Linked DNA regions of Mus musculus: regions 1, 3 and 4 are each linked to region 2. A link is a contact called in public HiChIP or PLAC-seq and promoter capture Hi-C data. All regions are on one chromosome and are shown on one strand. Each heading gives the region's core, a stretch centred on a gene start, on an enhancer-like site or on the middle of the called end of the contact. The rest is flanking DNA. Distances are from core to core; before and after follow the strand shown. Region 1 holds the start of Plcd4 (phospholipase C, delta 4). Region 2 holds the start of Arpc2 (actin related protein 2/3 complex, subunit 2). Region 3 holds the start of Stk36 (serine/threonine kinase 36). Region 4 has its middle 38 kb from the start of 6030407O03Rik.

Region 1 (3,250 bases), core at 43-2,542, 310 kb before region 2:
CTGTATGAGCCGGGTGTGGTGGCGCACACCTTTAGTCCCAGCACTTGGGAGGCAGAGGCAGGCGGATTTCTGAGTTCGAGGCCAGCCTGGTCTACAAAGTGAGTTCCAGGACAGCCAGGGCTATACAGAGAAACCCTGTCTCGAAAAAACAAACAAACAAAAAAACCAAACAAACAAAAAATTGCTGTATGAAGACCAGAGGCCAAAGTAACAGGTCACTCTTAAATTCCTTGGTTGCTCAGACCATAGTGGGCTGAGGGTGACCTGAGATTGAAGTTTCCACCTTGTAGGCACAGGACTCTGTAGTTGGTCTTGGGATTGGAAGAAAACAGAATTACCTTCTCTGTTCCTGTGTCCAGGAACCTTACATGTCCTGAAACATGGGAAACCTGAGAACAGAGCCCAGGATCCAAAAACAGTTTCCCTAGCCAGCCTTAAAAAACTACTTCTTTCTTGTTGGGCAGTGGTGGCACACGCCTTTAATCCCAGCACTTGGGAGACAGAGGCAGGCAGATTTCTGAGTTTGAGACCAGCCTGGTCTATAGAGTGAGTTCCAGGACAGCCAGGGTTACATAGAGATATCCTGTCTCGAAAAACAACAAGCAAACAAACAAACTGCCTCTTTCCCCCCTGTCTAACCTGTCCCCACTCAAGAGCGGTGGTTTTAGCTTGCGTCTGTGTGTAGTATGGGCAAGAGTGTCAGCAGCACCTCAGGGAAGCCACAGTGTACAAGACCTGAGCTTCATGGAGGAGACTGAAGACCAGAAAGATTGGCTGTCCTGACAGGGTCCTTCAGTGACACAACTGCAATAGATTGCAGGTCTCTCTACAACCGGTGCAGAATTCACCAACTCTTCCCTTAGAAAGGGCCTTCTCCAGAAAGCATGTTGAAGGAAGGCCTGCGATCGGTGAGGGACACCGATGGTCTTTCTCTCCACTCCATTATCTTCTGGGTCCCCTACATACCGCCAAACAACTTCCTTTTCTTCCCGTTGTCTTACCTTTCCCATCCCATGTCTGACTTTTCTTTCTTCCTAGCTCATTCCTTTCTCTCTCACCAGCCTCTCTGCTCCCTCAAGTCAAGCTTTTTGTGTTCTCTTCTTAACCTTCTCCTCCTCCTCTTTCTCCATCACCCTTTCCTGCCATTCCCCTCCTTTATCTCCACTAATTCCCAATAGCCCTGGCTCTCAGCCCCTTTAAGGATTTCGAATCTACAGTCCAGGAGAGAGGGCACTTTCATTTGGACACTCAGTAACATGCCTCTCCTTTCAGCCTCATTTTTCCCTGTATCCTAGGAGACTGACTAAACAAAGTGCCCAAAGAATGTGTTAGAACCTAAGTGTTCCAAGTCTTGGTGTTCCCGCTAGTGTCTGAAAGGAAGGATGGTTACAACGGATGCAGGTGCAGTGGGGCGAGAAGAAACAGAGGATCTGGGAGAGGGGGCACCAGCAAGGACACAAAGGATAAAATTCTAAAAGTAAGAGAGATTGGGTCAGCCAGGCACAGTGGCAATCTTAACACATGGGAGGTGCAAACAGAAGGATCAGGGGCGTTCAAGGGTCATCATTGGCTATATAGGAAGTTGGAGGGTGGCCTAGGTTCAGGGTGGGGGGAGATTAGCACACACACACACACACATATATATATTTAGGATCTTGTACTTCCAAATAGCTTTATATGATCCTCGGAGTTTGGAAGTGTCAACACCAAGTGCCAATGACATTATAGTAGGAAGTCAGCATGTCTCAAATTTCTTTCTGGGAGGTAGGAAGGAAGAGAGCTATTTTGTCTATGTTCTCACTTCTGAGAAGGGTTATGGCTAACCTGTTTCATATAAAGTGGATAGGATGGCTCTGCTCAGAGGTCATAGCCCTTAGAATGTTAGAACTTTAAGGCTCTCTCAAGTCCAGAGACTTAAGCCTAGATCAATCATCTCCATGAGAGCGTTTTAGAATTTGTCAAATTACAGTTTCCAGGGATGAGGAGAACATATTTAGTGGGCACCCTAATAAGCAGTTCTGGCAAAAAGGCAACCTTGGGGAGCCCTAAATCCAAGTCCAGATCAAACAGTTGTCTGTGGCCTTAAAGTCCCATGGCATACAACCTGCTAGTGTACCAAGAACTTGCCTCGGCTTGTTAAGCAGGCAAAAACCAGAGCACAGAATAAACTCAAACCCTGACTCTTTCCAAGGTTATCTTAAAATCATCTCTTTATTACCACGAGTTCAACTGTCTCATGCGTTTTGAACACCCTCATTTGGTAACCCTCAACAGTCTCTTAATGCATCTTCATTGATGAGAATCTATTCTCATTCTGCCTCCCATCTTCCTGGGGTGGATTCACCTCTGAGACACAGTGGCTAGGGTCAGCACTCATTGCCCCGTACAGCTAAGAGGTTTCTCTATAAAAGGGTGATTGACACAGCTAGAAAGAAAATGGTTTTTAAGAGGCAGAGAGGATAAATTCGAGAGAACCAGGAAGGGGGGGGGGGAGTTCTGTGTAGCCTCAGGGTGGGAAAAGGAGCCTAGTTTAACCTAATACAGGTATGCATCTGTAGAGCTGAGTTAGGACTCAGGCAGGACTCAGCTTGGCCAGAGGTTGGTTAGAGCTCAGGGCCCTTACCGTAGGTAGGATAGTAATCTTGTGTCTGCGAGGGTCGCCTCCCGAGCTCCGCAGTGCTCTCCGCTGAGAACAAGACTCCTTTTCTCCTTTGCACTTGACTGCTTCCACCCTCCACTGCAGTTTGCTGCTGTAAACTGGCAGAGTTACAGCCAGAGAGGAGGAGTGGGGTGGGGAGAGGTGTGAGCGCTCTCCTAGGTCCAGCCTATCCAACTCTTAAAGGCCCAGGGCACTGGTCAACAGGAGGAATTGTGGGGGTGGGGTTGCAGAAAAGGATTAAGGCAATGGATTGAGGTTGATAGCGACGCATCTCTAGGGAGGAGGAGCCTGGCTGCCTTGTATCTTGATGCCTCCCCACCTGGACCCCTTACTGACCCCAATCCCACAATTGTTCTCAGAGTGAAAGCCAAGCCTGTTTACTGCAGTGTGCTGTGAATCACTGCTTTTCATTCTGCTCAGAGTCTGTGTGGAATACCGCTGTTTTTGCCCTCAATTCATCTGGCTGCTCTCCATGGTATCGCTTTCCACCAGCTTGCTCCTGTGTTTCTGCATCCTGCCTCGAAAGGGCAGTCAATCTGAGTCTGTAAAAATACAGGAGCTGAGCAAGACAGGGAGAAAGGAAGAAACAGT
Region 2 (3,361 bases), core at 722-3,221:
TCCATTTAAAGGCATGCCTCCACTTGAACACACACAGCCATTTATCTTGTAGATCAGCTTGTAACCACCCAGGACTCATTCTTTGCTAGTCAAGACTTGAGAATGTATGTATTAAGATCAGCAGTGAAAATGCAGAAGTTATTTTAACTTCCTCCTTTGTGCTACACTAATTAAAAAAAAAAAAAAGCACGCACCCCCCTCACCCACAGTAAGTGCCCTGTGTTGACTAACTCCAAAACTCAAAATGCAAAGAAGCTGCAGACAAGAAACAAGTGAGGTGCACAAATGCTCAACTGCAGTCCAGGGCAGGAAACAGCATGACACTGAATGCACCAATTCAAGGAATGTCCCATTTTGTTTTGCAGGTAAAATCTGTAACCTTACAAAAGAGACGGAGCAGACAATGTATTCCGAGTAAGTAGTGGGTTCATGCTTTCGATGTCTGTGAACCACAAGTTCATTACAAATGCTTAGAATTAAAGGGGGAGAATGAATGAATTCCCCCTCTCCCAGTCCTCTTCCCTCTGTGGATCGGCAAGCACTTTCCTATTTCTAGTTCCTAGTTCACAGAAAACAGCCTGCACTTATTTCCTAACTGTGAAACCAAAATGTGAAGCCCCACCTTTACCAATGAGGAAATGAGGCAAAGGAATGGCCACAGGCCACCATAAATTAGAACCTAAAACCCAATTCCTCTGCTCAGGTTTTAAATATATTAGAGAGGCAACGCGGCTTTAAGGGAGGAGTTTGCTTTTTTGTGTATGACAGAGAGGGCTGGAAATACGTCCCATATATTAAGATGCTGATGTTATAAATGGTTATCTTAAGAACTTTATAGATTCTGGGAGCAGAAGCAGCTATTAACCCAGTCGGCATTACTACAGAAGAAATCAAAGACCGGGGTCTTTGATAAGAATTTAAGACACACAACCAATAAGTAAATAGAGCAAGCTTGTCTCGAGAGCTAAAGAGAGTGTGGATGGAGAACCGTTGGCTTTGCCTAAAGGATATATAACAAAATGGCTAGTTTCACAGTAGGTTAGAGATTTTTTTTACCCCCCTAGCAGCCTGGGTCTGCTTTCAGTCTTGCCTCCTGCTTTTCCTGGGGTCTCGAGAGATGGGGGTGGGGAAGCAGAATGCTGGTGGCGATCTGGGCCTACACGTTCTTCCCACCTCGCCCTGGGAATTCCTGAAAACTCCATTCAATCCAGCTTCCCCAAAAGGGTCTCTCTGGGTTCGGTACAATGACGGAAAAGACAGAGGGAAGTGCACCCCTCTCTTCCCCCCTGAGGACCGTAGGCTCTCGGGCGTGACTTCTGGCCTCGGCTGCCCTCACGTCCTACAGGTCTCCTGTTCTCTGGCACGCCTTGCCCCTGTCCTCTCGCTGCTTCCGCATCCCTATCTCAGCCTCTCCCCACGCATCTCAGGCCCTCGGCTCACCGCGCCCCGTGGCTTCCCACGTCCATCCTGCCAGGGAAACCCTGAAGCCGCGCCAGGTTCCCGATTTGTCCCCCTCTAGGGCTGGGGAGCTGGACGCCACCCGGGATTTAGCTGGGGTCAACTCGGCCTCCTCCCGGCGTGCGCTTACCCGGCGGCCGCGTTCTCGAACTTGAGCGCGAGCGTCTCCTCGATGATGCGGTTGTTCACCTCCAGCAGGATCATGGCGGCGGCTGCCCCGGGCAGGGGAAGGAGAAACAAGGGCGGTGAGGGTGGGCAATCGAGGGTAGGACGGAGGGAGCGGCCCCGCTGCCCCTGACGAGGGGGGCTGGGTGCGGTAGGTGAGGGGAGAAGGGGACGGGGAGCGGGGTGGGGAGAGGCGGACACACGCGCTGGCCCGGCACGCGCTGCCTGTAGCAGGCAGCCACCACCCGACCGACCTGGCCCCCGAAGCTTCAACCCGCCTGCCGAGCCGCCGCCGCCTCCGCCGCCGCCTTACTTGACGATCCCGGTCCCCGCCCAGCCCCCGGCTCCAGCCGGCCACTTCCGCTCTCACACCCACTTCCGCTCGCCGCCCGCACGCGCGGCCCCGCGGCGCCATTTCCGCTTCGACCTCGCGCGTGCACTCGCCCGCAAGCGCGTCCCGGTGAGGAGGCAGGCAGAGGGCATGCGTGCGCATGCGCCACACGCCGCCCCGCTCCTCCTGACCAGGAGAGTCCTACGCTCACCTGTCATTCCCCGTTGTCCGTACAATCCACCTGCCCCTTTCGCGAATATTCCAGAAGCCTGATTCCACCCTTCCGATATTATTTCAGAAGCCCCCTTAAGAAGCTTGTTTGGGGTGGGGGGGATCCCTTGCTTCCAACTTGTGGGTGCTTTTTGCTCATTCCGTGCTTAGGGCTACCCTGCAGCACCGTTGTGCCTATTCTTCGCCAGCGACTGTTTAGTGGCCATCTCTCCTTCCCAGGGATACAGTGATTAATGCAATAGATGAGGACTTGACCTTCTAAAGCTTATGGTCTGCTAAAAGAAACGCAATAAAAGCCCGGCGTGGTGGCGCACGCCTTTAATCCCAGCACTCAGGAGGCAGAGGCAAGCCTGGTCTACAAAGTGAGTTCCAGGACAGCCAGGGCTATACAGAGAAACCCTGTCTCGAAAAACCAAAACCAAAAAAAAAAAAAAAACAAAAACAAAAAACCAACAACAACAAAAACGCAATAAATTCCACGTTGTTATTGGGCAATAAAGGAAAGGAATCCAGATGGGCCTTAGGGATTCCTGTCATACCTTTATTTCTTTGCTTAAGTGCCGCCACCGCCACCTGTCCTTTCAGCTTGGGTACCATGTTTCCACTTTTTTCTCTTCCAGGAACAATTTTAATTAAGCCTCTTCTCCATGCAATAAAAAAAAAAATTTTGTTTGATATTGATCAGAGGACACCTTTTGGTAGTCAGTTCCCTTCTCTCTCCAACACATGGATCCTGAGAATTGAACTCAGGTCATCGGGCTTAACAACAGGCACAACTTGCTGAGCCACGCCCTGGCCCTGTTTGTCCAGATTTTTGAAAGAGGGACTTGCTCTGTAGCTCTGGCTAGCCTTGAACATGTATTGGTGTCTCCAAGTTCTGGGATTCTCAGTTCACACCAATATGCCTTTCTTACTTCATTTCAGTTGTCTCTAAAAAAATCTTTTTTGCTGCTTGTGGTGAGGCATACTTTTAATCCTAGCACTCGGGAGGTGGAGACAGGCAGATTTCTGTGTGTTCCAGGCCAGTCTGTTCTACACAGCAAGTTCCAAGCAAGCCAGAACTGCATGGTGAGACCTTGTCTCTTGTCTCAAAGCAAATGAACAAATATGGAATTCTAAGATTTATTATTATAGGGAGAGTACATGTGCATCGTGGTTGTTGAGTGGAGGCTGGAG
Region 3 (3,226 bases), core at 277-2,776, 360 kb before region 2:
ACACATGCTGGGGCGGGCTTTGGTGTTACAGCTGTCTGTGAGTCATTTCTGATCCTGTAAGTAAACCGTCACTTATACTTGTTTAAGAAACCCCAATAAAACTCACTGGTGTGCTCTCTCTCTCTCTCTCTCTCTCTGTGCAAATATTTCAAGCTTTATCTTAGAGCTCCACAACTCAAGACTTATACTTCTTGATCAACTCTTAGTATAAATGTGAACACATACTTACCCCCCACCTCAACCCCCCCCCCCCCCCGGGTACTATGGATGTACTCTGGCTTTGTCAGCCCATCACTAAAGGGAAACAGTTACTGGCAAATAGATTCCTTTGATGGGACTCTGGGAGAGGTTTTCTGACCTAAGCAAAGGACTCAGCGTGAGATTTGGGGAAAGGAGAAGGAAAAGGTAAAGATGGAAGACCAGATTTCAAGGTGTTATCTTTTCTTAGGTAATACAAAGAACAGTGATCATTTTTGTCATTCAGTAGGTGTCAGGCATTGTATTAAGTGATTAAGTGTGAAACACATTTGATCCTCAGACCCTATCAATATTCCTCCATTGTACTGTTTGGGAAATGGAAGCATGGGATGTTAGGTAGTTTGTTCCTAGTTCTAAGGCTGGGATCTGATTCCAAGAAGTCAAATTTCTGGGCCTGTATACCCTAGGAAGTATGCTGGTGTCAGGGTCTAGAAATAAACACCGTGCAGCCCTTCTGTCCCACGTTTTTACTGGACACGTGGGTCACCAAATCCCATTTAAAAGATATCCTTGTCTACTACCTGAGCACTGTATTTTTTTCGGCCCTTATACACTCTCCCAAAAGAGCCTTCTCCAATCATCTCCAAAACGTGGTACTTTTCCATGGCAAGGGTTTCGGGGTCTCTCAGAAGGTAGAAAGAAGACGGTGACAAAGAGCTATAGATCCAGGGGTAGTTCCACACATCTGGGAGGCCTGGCTCATAACATGGGAGAAAGATACACGTTATCAACCTTGCTTTGTTCTATTTTTCACAATAACCAAGGCCTCAAAATCATGACCAGGGTGGAAAGATGATCAGGTCTTAGTGTCTCCAGCCCCACCCCCACCTCCCCACCCAGGTTAGGTGCCCATAGCACACCGGTGTTCCCTTTCCCCTCTCCACCAGCGATGCTCACACGCTCCTTCTATACTCTCCCAGGTTCCTGACACCCTCAGCTTGCCCAGCACCGCCACTCTGGCCCCGAGCAGAGGTCCCCTAACTTGCTCCCAGTCTAGACGCTCCAAGCTCCCCAGGCTGAGTTCAGGCTAGTTGCTCGGGGCCTCCCAGCTGCCTGCGTTACTTTTCTCCATTCCTCATTGATGCTCTCGTTAGTTTCCCCACTCTTACCAGTTTTACTCCCTGGAACTGATTAGAAGTTTAAAGGACAAAGCTCTCAGAGGTGTGTGACAGATGCGAACCGCCCATTGGCACTTTGTAGGGCACTTCTGTCGCTTGGCTAGCAGGCCCCACAAAGGATCTAGAGTCTTCAGTTGCCTAGAAACGGCGTCAGCTTTCTTTTACTCCGCCCCGCCCTAGTTTTCCGCCTCTAACTTCCCAAAAGGTGTTTCCGGTTCCGGCCAAGAGCCGGAGAAGACATGGCGGCGTCTGCGTCGACAGCTGCTGGGGAAGAGGACTGGTAACTTTGGGTCATAGGTTTTGGCTGGCTGCCTGGATCTGGTGCCGGGAACTAGCAACAGCTTCGGACCGTCCGAACCACGGGCATAAAGGGTGGATCAAGGGGCGAGGGATAGAAGAGACATCCTTTCGTAGGCGAGCTACTGGACCGGGAACGGAGGGAGGAGGGACGCTGATCTGAGAAGGGACTGGGTCTACGGCGGCCTTGCCAGCTGGGCCCACGCCTTATCGACCCCATTGCTCCCTACTACGGGCCTACCCCTCCCCACTTCTCCCTGATGTGATTTTTCTGGGCCCTGGAGGATGGCTTCTCATCACACCTCCCGCCTCTCGGAACGGACGCCCTCCTCGTGCCCCTAGGATCCTGCCCCTTGGACCAGTCCATTTCTGCCTACGCGTTCCTCAATCTTCCCATATTCCTGATAGCACTAATAACTATTGTCAGAAAAGCCTTACTCCCCTCATAAGCTCTCCTATTCTCTCGAGCATTCTTAATAAGAAACCAAAAGCCTTTAAAGACTTTGGGTTTTGGACATAAGATAAAAATGTGCTCACTCCATATTTAATTAGCTTGATGTGATGCTGACCAAACCAGCTAGCTCCTGCGAGTCAGTGTCAGCTATTAAAAAAAAAAAAAAGTGGGTGTGGCATTACCTCATAGAGTAGTTGGGAAGATGGATCACCATGGATTCGTAATATCCATAGGCCTGCTTTTCATTAATTGCTGAAGTATAAAACCTCAAGAGACCAAAGGACATCTGTCTGAGTTAAGGCCTTATACTGTTAGTATTAGGACAGCCTATTTCGGACCCCCATCCCCACCCCACCCCCACCTCCACCTGTAACCTATGACCTTATTTACATTTAGGTCTGTATCTTACATCCAAGGCTCAGGTGACCTAAGGTGGGCAAAGTACTGAAGGAAGTCTTAACTGAGACTGCACCTCTGTGTTCCGTTGGTTTAGGGAGCCCAGCCAGACTAGTGCTTTTCACTGTTGTGAGTGACTTCTAAGATTATGAAGGGACACCTGAGCCATGACAGAGTAGCAGTGGCTGCATTGGTCTATAGCAGCCAGAATGTCTTTTAGTAGTAGTAGTAGTAGTAGTAGTAGTAGTAGTAGTAGTAGTAGTAGTAGTAAAATAAGCTTTAAGAAGAATGCTAATAATAACCATCACTATAGAAATGATACTGGGGTGTGCTTCCTCTAGATGGAGAGGAAATGTATAAGAAAGTGGATACAGGTTTCATATCACCTGGGTAGGGCTGTGGACAATCACTCTTCTTGGATGTCATTACAGCTGTTTTTTCTATGTTTAAATGTGAACCCTCTGATTTATATCGGGGCCATGAACTCTGATCAGGGCTAACTAGGCATCCAGGGTTATGTGCACACTCAGTCCTCAGACTGCCCTTCTCGGTTTCCTTTTAAAGGGAGGGGGTAGATCACCTAGACTAGATACTGTGTCTCAGACATTTGTGCACTTTATATAAACAAATCATTTATCTCTTACAGTAGCCCTAGTGAGTATGCTCTATTATCACTAGGTGGTAGACAGTGTAACTCAGGTTT
Region 4 (3,168 bases), core at 473-2,972, 330 kb after region 2:
AGAGCACTCGCTAGGCAAGCTTGAGGACCCGAGTTCAAATCCCTAGGCCCCGCATAAAAAGCTGGGCATGGCTGTGTGGGCATGTAACTCCAGCATTGAGAGGGTCCTGAGAGCTTACTAACCAGACAGCCTAGCCAAAGTAGTGTTTTGTTTTTTTCCAGTGAGACACTGTGTATTGAAGGACTAAGGGGAGAGCCATAAAGGGAGAAACCTTATACACATCTCTGGCTTCCTCATGTGCTCATGGGGGAACACACTGGGGCACACATGCTATGCATCGTACACACACACCTACCTTACACCTCATCATAGTAATTTACAAAGTGAAAAACTGTAACTATTACCTACGCTCGGTATTTCTTTATTTGACCTCCTTTTCTCTCTCCTCGCTAGACTCTTAAGTCCCTGAGGGCACAGAGTGGTTTACCTTAAGCCCTAGGGCAGTGCCTGCCAGGTGGGGCACCCTCTCCTGGTGCACAGGGAATGGCTTAAGTCTGGAAACCTCATGGAGGCACTGTGGGAAGGAGAAGATGGAAACACAGACATGTGTACAGAAAAGCTGGGCACAGATGGGCTGCACAGGCTATGAGAGATGACCAGAGCAGCTACTGTAACAACTGGGAACTTCAGCATGTTTATTATGTATACTGGAGCGGGGCGGGGGGAGCACATGTTAGCTGTTGGCTAGTCTTGGTAGGAGGTTTCTGTGGGTGAGCAATCTCAGACCATAAAGGTTAGAAGTGTTTACAAACCATAGACCAGTGTGTGTGTGTGTGTGTGTGTGTGTGTGTGTGTGTGTGTGTGTCTGTGTGTCTGTGTGGTATGTATGTGTGTTTATGTGTATGTATGTGTGTGTGTCTGTATGTGTATGTGTTACTAGTAGAGGGTCTTGAGCATGACAAGCAAAACATTTTAAAAAGGCAGAGTGTGGGAAGGAGAACCCAGGAATGTGGATGTATGCGTACGGAGCACCCTAGAGGAGGGGCAGCAGCAGTGCTAAGGTTGCAGGTGGAGAGAGAGACTTTGGGGTGTGGGGCACTGCAGTTAGGAATGAGGGTCCAGGCTGGAGTGGAAACTGAGGCATAACCAGACACTATTTGGAGGGTGGCCTCCTTTCACAATGGTTTCCCTGAGCATCTGTGGGAAGGAGGGCAGGGGTGGGGATGCCTTTGAGACACAGTCGCTGTCACTGGAATAGATCTTTCTTATTGCGGTGACATCAGCAGGTGCCAGGAGGGACAGACAGGCTGTGTTTCCTAGTGCCAGGCTGCTGAGGCTAGGAACAGCAGAGCTCTGTTGCCACGGAGATAAGGGAATGAAGAGCAGGTAGGGCCTTGTAACTGTGAGGGCGATGTAATTCCAGGTGGCCTCAGAGTTCTGTGTGTGCTTGGTGGTGACACTGCCACCTGACCGCCCTTCCTCTTCTCCAGTTCCTCCTTGCCTCTCCTAACCCAGAATCCTAGACTGGATCTGGGAGGTGGTAGCTGGGCCAGGTAAGAAGATACTAGAGATGGGGTGCTGTTTTTAAAAATTAATGAATGAATGAATTGATTAATTAATCAATTCATTCATTCTTTTTTTAATCTCCATGGAGGCTTGCAACCTGTAAGAATGGCTGGCAAACTCCCACTTCCGTCCCTCCCGGCCCCAGCCCAGTCTCCGCATGCCAGCACCTCCATTTTTCATTTCCTGTCTGCTTCTCCCACGCTAGTCTCTGGGTCTGGATCCATGTTTCTCGTTCATGCGGGTCTCCCAGGCAACCTTCCTTAGTGCCCACTGGAAGAAGCATCAGTAGACCAAGCTAGCTACAGTTGCTGAGGGGGGGGAGTGGAAACCGCAGGACCGTCTCTTTCCAAGGATCTTCTGGAATGAGAAAGGATGGCTTTCAGAATGCGGAGAACATCTGGAATGATCAGACAGGGCTCAGTCTGAAGTCCTTTTCTCGTCTAGGCCCTCAAGTCCACGTTGGTTAACATTTTATAGCGTTTTCATGATCCCAAGGCGCCCTCCAGTGGCCAAATAGGAAGTTGCGGCTCTTCCAAGAGGAAGTAAAAGTGGGCAGTTGCTGAGCCAGCTTCACACCGCCCCCGCACCCCCCCCCCCCACTCAATTCCCAATTCCAACTTCAGCCTTCATGCTGGAGTCCACTGAGGTGGCAGGAGCCAGTGAGGAGCCCTGGATAGGCAGTCAATGACTGGGGGCTACTTATGGCCTCTTTACCATGAGTCTCTGGGTTGGCATCTCTGGTACTTCCTAGCCCAGCATTGCCTATAATATAAACTCACTTCCTGGATAGGCAAGGTCTGTCTGTCCATCCTCCTGCAGCCAGCCTACAGTTGGCCCTCTATGATTGAAGCTTTGGCTGGTCCACAGATCAGGGCAAGTAATTCTAGAAGGGCCATGAGGAGGTTGGGAGGGCTGGTTACCATCTCCAGGATGCACTTGGAGAATCCAGGCCTGGGATTGAGCTGCATAAGAAAACTTGACCTCGGTAGCAGCAGCTGGAAAAAAAACCCAAGACGGTACTGAGAAGCCAGCATCCTGCATCACCAGGCTCCGGAGGGTCTGTCGATGCTCTGGGTTCAAAAAGTGCACGAGTCGACAGGATGCTCAGGGAAGGAGAAGCTAAGGAGGCAGCTTGTGCAAGCTCAAGCTGATATCCACCAACCACCCAGTGGTGGCTTACTATCTAGTCACAGCAGGTTACCCTCCTTTAGAAACGCAGAGTGACTCTTTCACCTAGACTGAAAGGAACCAGTTTTCAGAGCTGCAGTGGCGTGGGAAGGGGGACAGTGCCCCCTTGTGGCAATATCTTGGTACTTCAACTCAGAAGAAGCCAGAAGATGAGATCTACTTCTGTCAGGCTCATTTGTGCACAGCATCTAGGAGCAGAGGGTAGGGCTCCCAGAGACACTGCCTTGTGACTCACTACAATAAGCGTGATTTCCTCTAGAGAGTCTTAGGGTCCAAGACAACTAATGAGAGCAGCAAAGGTCACATGCAGGTTCCTGGCATGATGCAACCCTGTGCCAGCATCCCAGGATGTGAGATGAACAGGGCATGGCCTGTGCCCTCCACCATCAATGCAGGAGTCAGAGAAGAACAACAGTGCCCTTGTCACACTGGGCATGCAATGTCCCGGCTGTTGTCATTTCTCCTTAAGTGTGG

The links. HiChIP or PLAC-seq counts read pairs in DNA pulled down with a chosen protein or histone mark. Capture Hi-C pulls out chosen DNA fragments and counts their contacts.
Region 1: a contact with region 2 is called in a promoter capture Hi-C map of liver. The contact joins the promoter of Plcd4 here to the promoter of Arpc2 in region 2. A contact is called at or near these places in 1 of 39 promoter capture datasets (neural stem cells) and 3 of 9 other capture datasets (adipose tissue, liver and pancreatic islet).
Region 3: a promoter capture Hi-C map of liver shows a contact between it and region 2. The contact joins the promoter of Stk36 here to the promoter of Arpc2 in region 2. A contact is called at or near these places in 4 of 39 promoter capture datasets (erythroid cells, liver, neutrophils and 1 more), 3 of 484 Hi-C or Micro-C datasets (cardiomyocytes, pre-pro-B cells and rod photoreceptor), 4 of 115 datasets of contacts at active chromatin or transcription factors (astrocytes, effector CD8 T cells and embryonic stem cells) and 2 of 9 other capture datasets (adipose tissue and liver).
Region 4: an H3K4me3 HiChIP or PLAC-seq map of stem cell-derived neural progenitor cells shows a contact between it and region 2, with 24 read pairs. The contact joins the enhancer-like site here to the promoter of Arpc2 in region 2. A contact is called at or near these places in 1 of 39 promoter capture datasets (cranial neural crest), 1 of 15 datasets of contacts at CTCF or cohesin (the NIH/3T3 cell line) and 7 of 115 datasets of contacts at active chromatin or transcription factors (cardiomyocytes, embryonic forebrain, embryonic limb bud and 4 more).

What each region holds. Positions count from the first base shown.
Region 1 is chr1:74,542,402-74,545,651 of GRCm38.p6, reverse strand. Plcd4 (phospholipase C, delta 4) reads right to left here and starts at 1,292. Exons shown (of 18, transcript NM_148937.2): 1 at 1,002-1,292. It also overlaps a transcript of Usp37 not described here.
Region 2 is chr1:74,235,127-74,238,487 of GRCm38.p6, reverse strand. It overlaps Arpc2 (actin related protein 2/3 complex, subunit 2), which reads right to left and starts at 1,971. Exons shown (of 10, transcript NM_029711.2): 1 at 1,589-1,971. The coding sequence starts at 1,662.
Region 3 is chr1:74,599,755-74,602,980 of GRCm38.p6, reverse strand. Stk36 (serine/threonine kinase 36) reads right to left here and starts at 1,526. Exons shown (of 27, transcript NM_175031.3): 1 at 1,368-1,526; 2 at 780-952. The coding sequence starts at 863. Rnf25 (ring finger protein 25) reads left to right here and starts at 1,584. Exons shown (of 10, transcript NM_021313.3): 1 at 1,584-1,656. The coding sequence starts at 1,616.
Region 4 is chr1:73,901,360-73,904,527 of GRCm38.p6, reverse strand. No RefSeq gene overlaps it. Among named protein-coding and RNA genes, the nearest start is that of 6030407O03Rik, 38 kb to the right of the region's middle. Within about 2 kb of position 1,722, at least 44 of the 459 cell types and tissues checked have an H3K27ac peak or open chromatin away from gene starts, as enhancers often do. A contact at or near this core is called in neural progenitor cells and stem cell-derived neural progenitor cells, where this site is marked.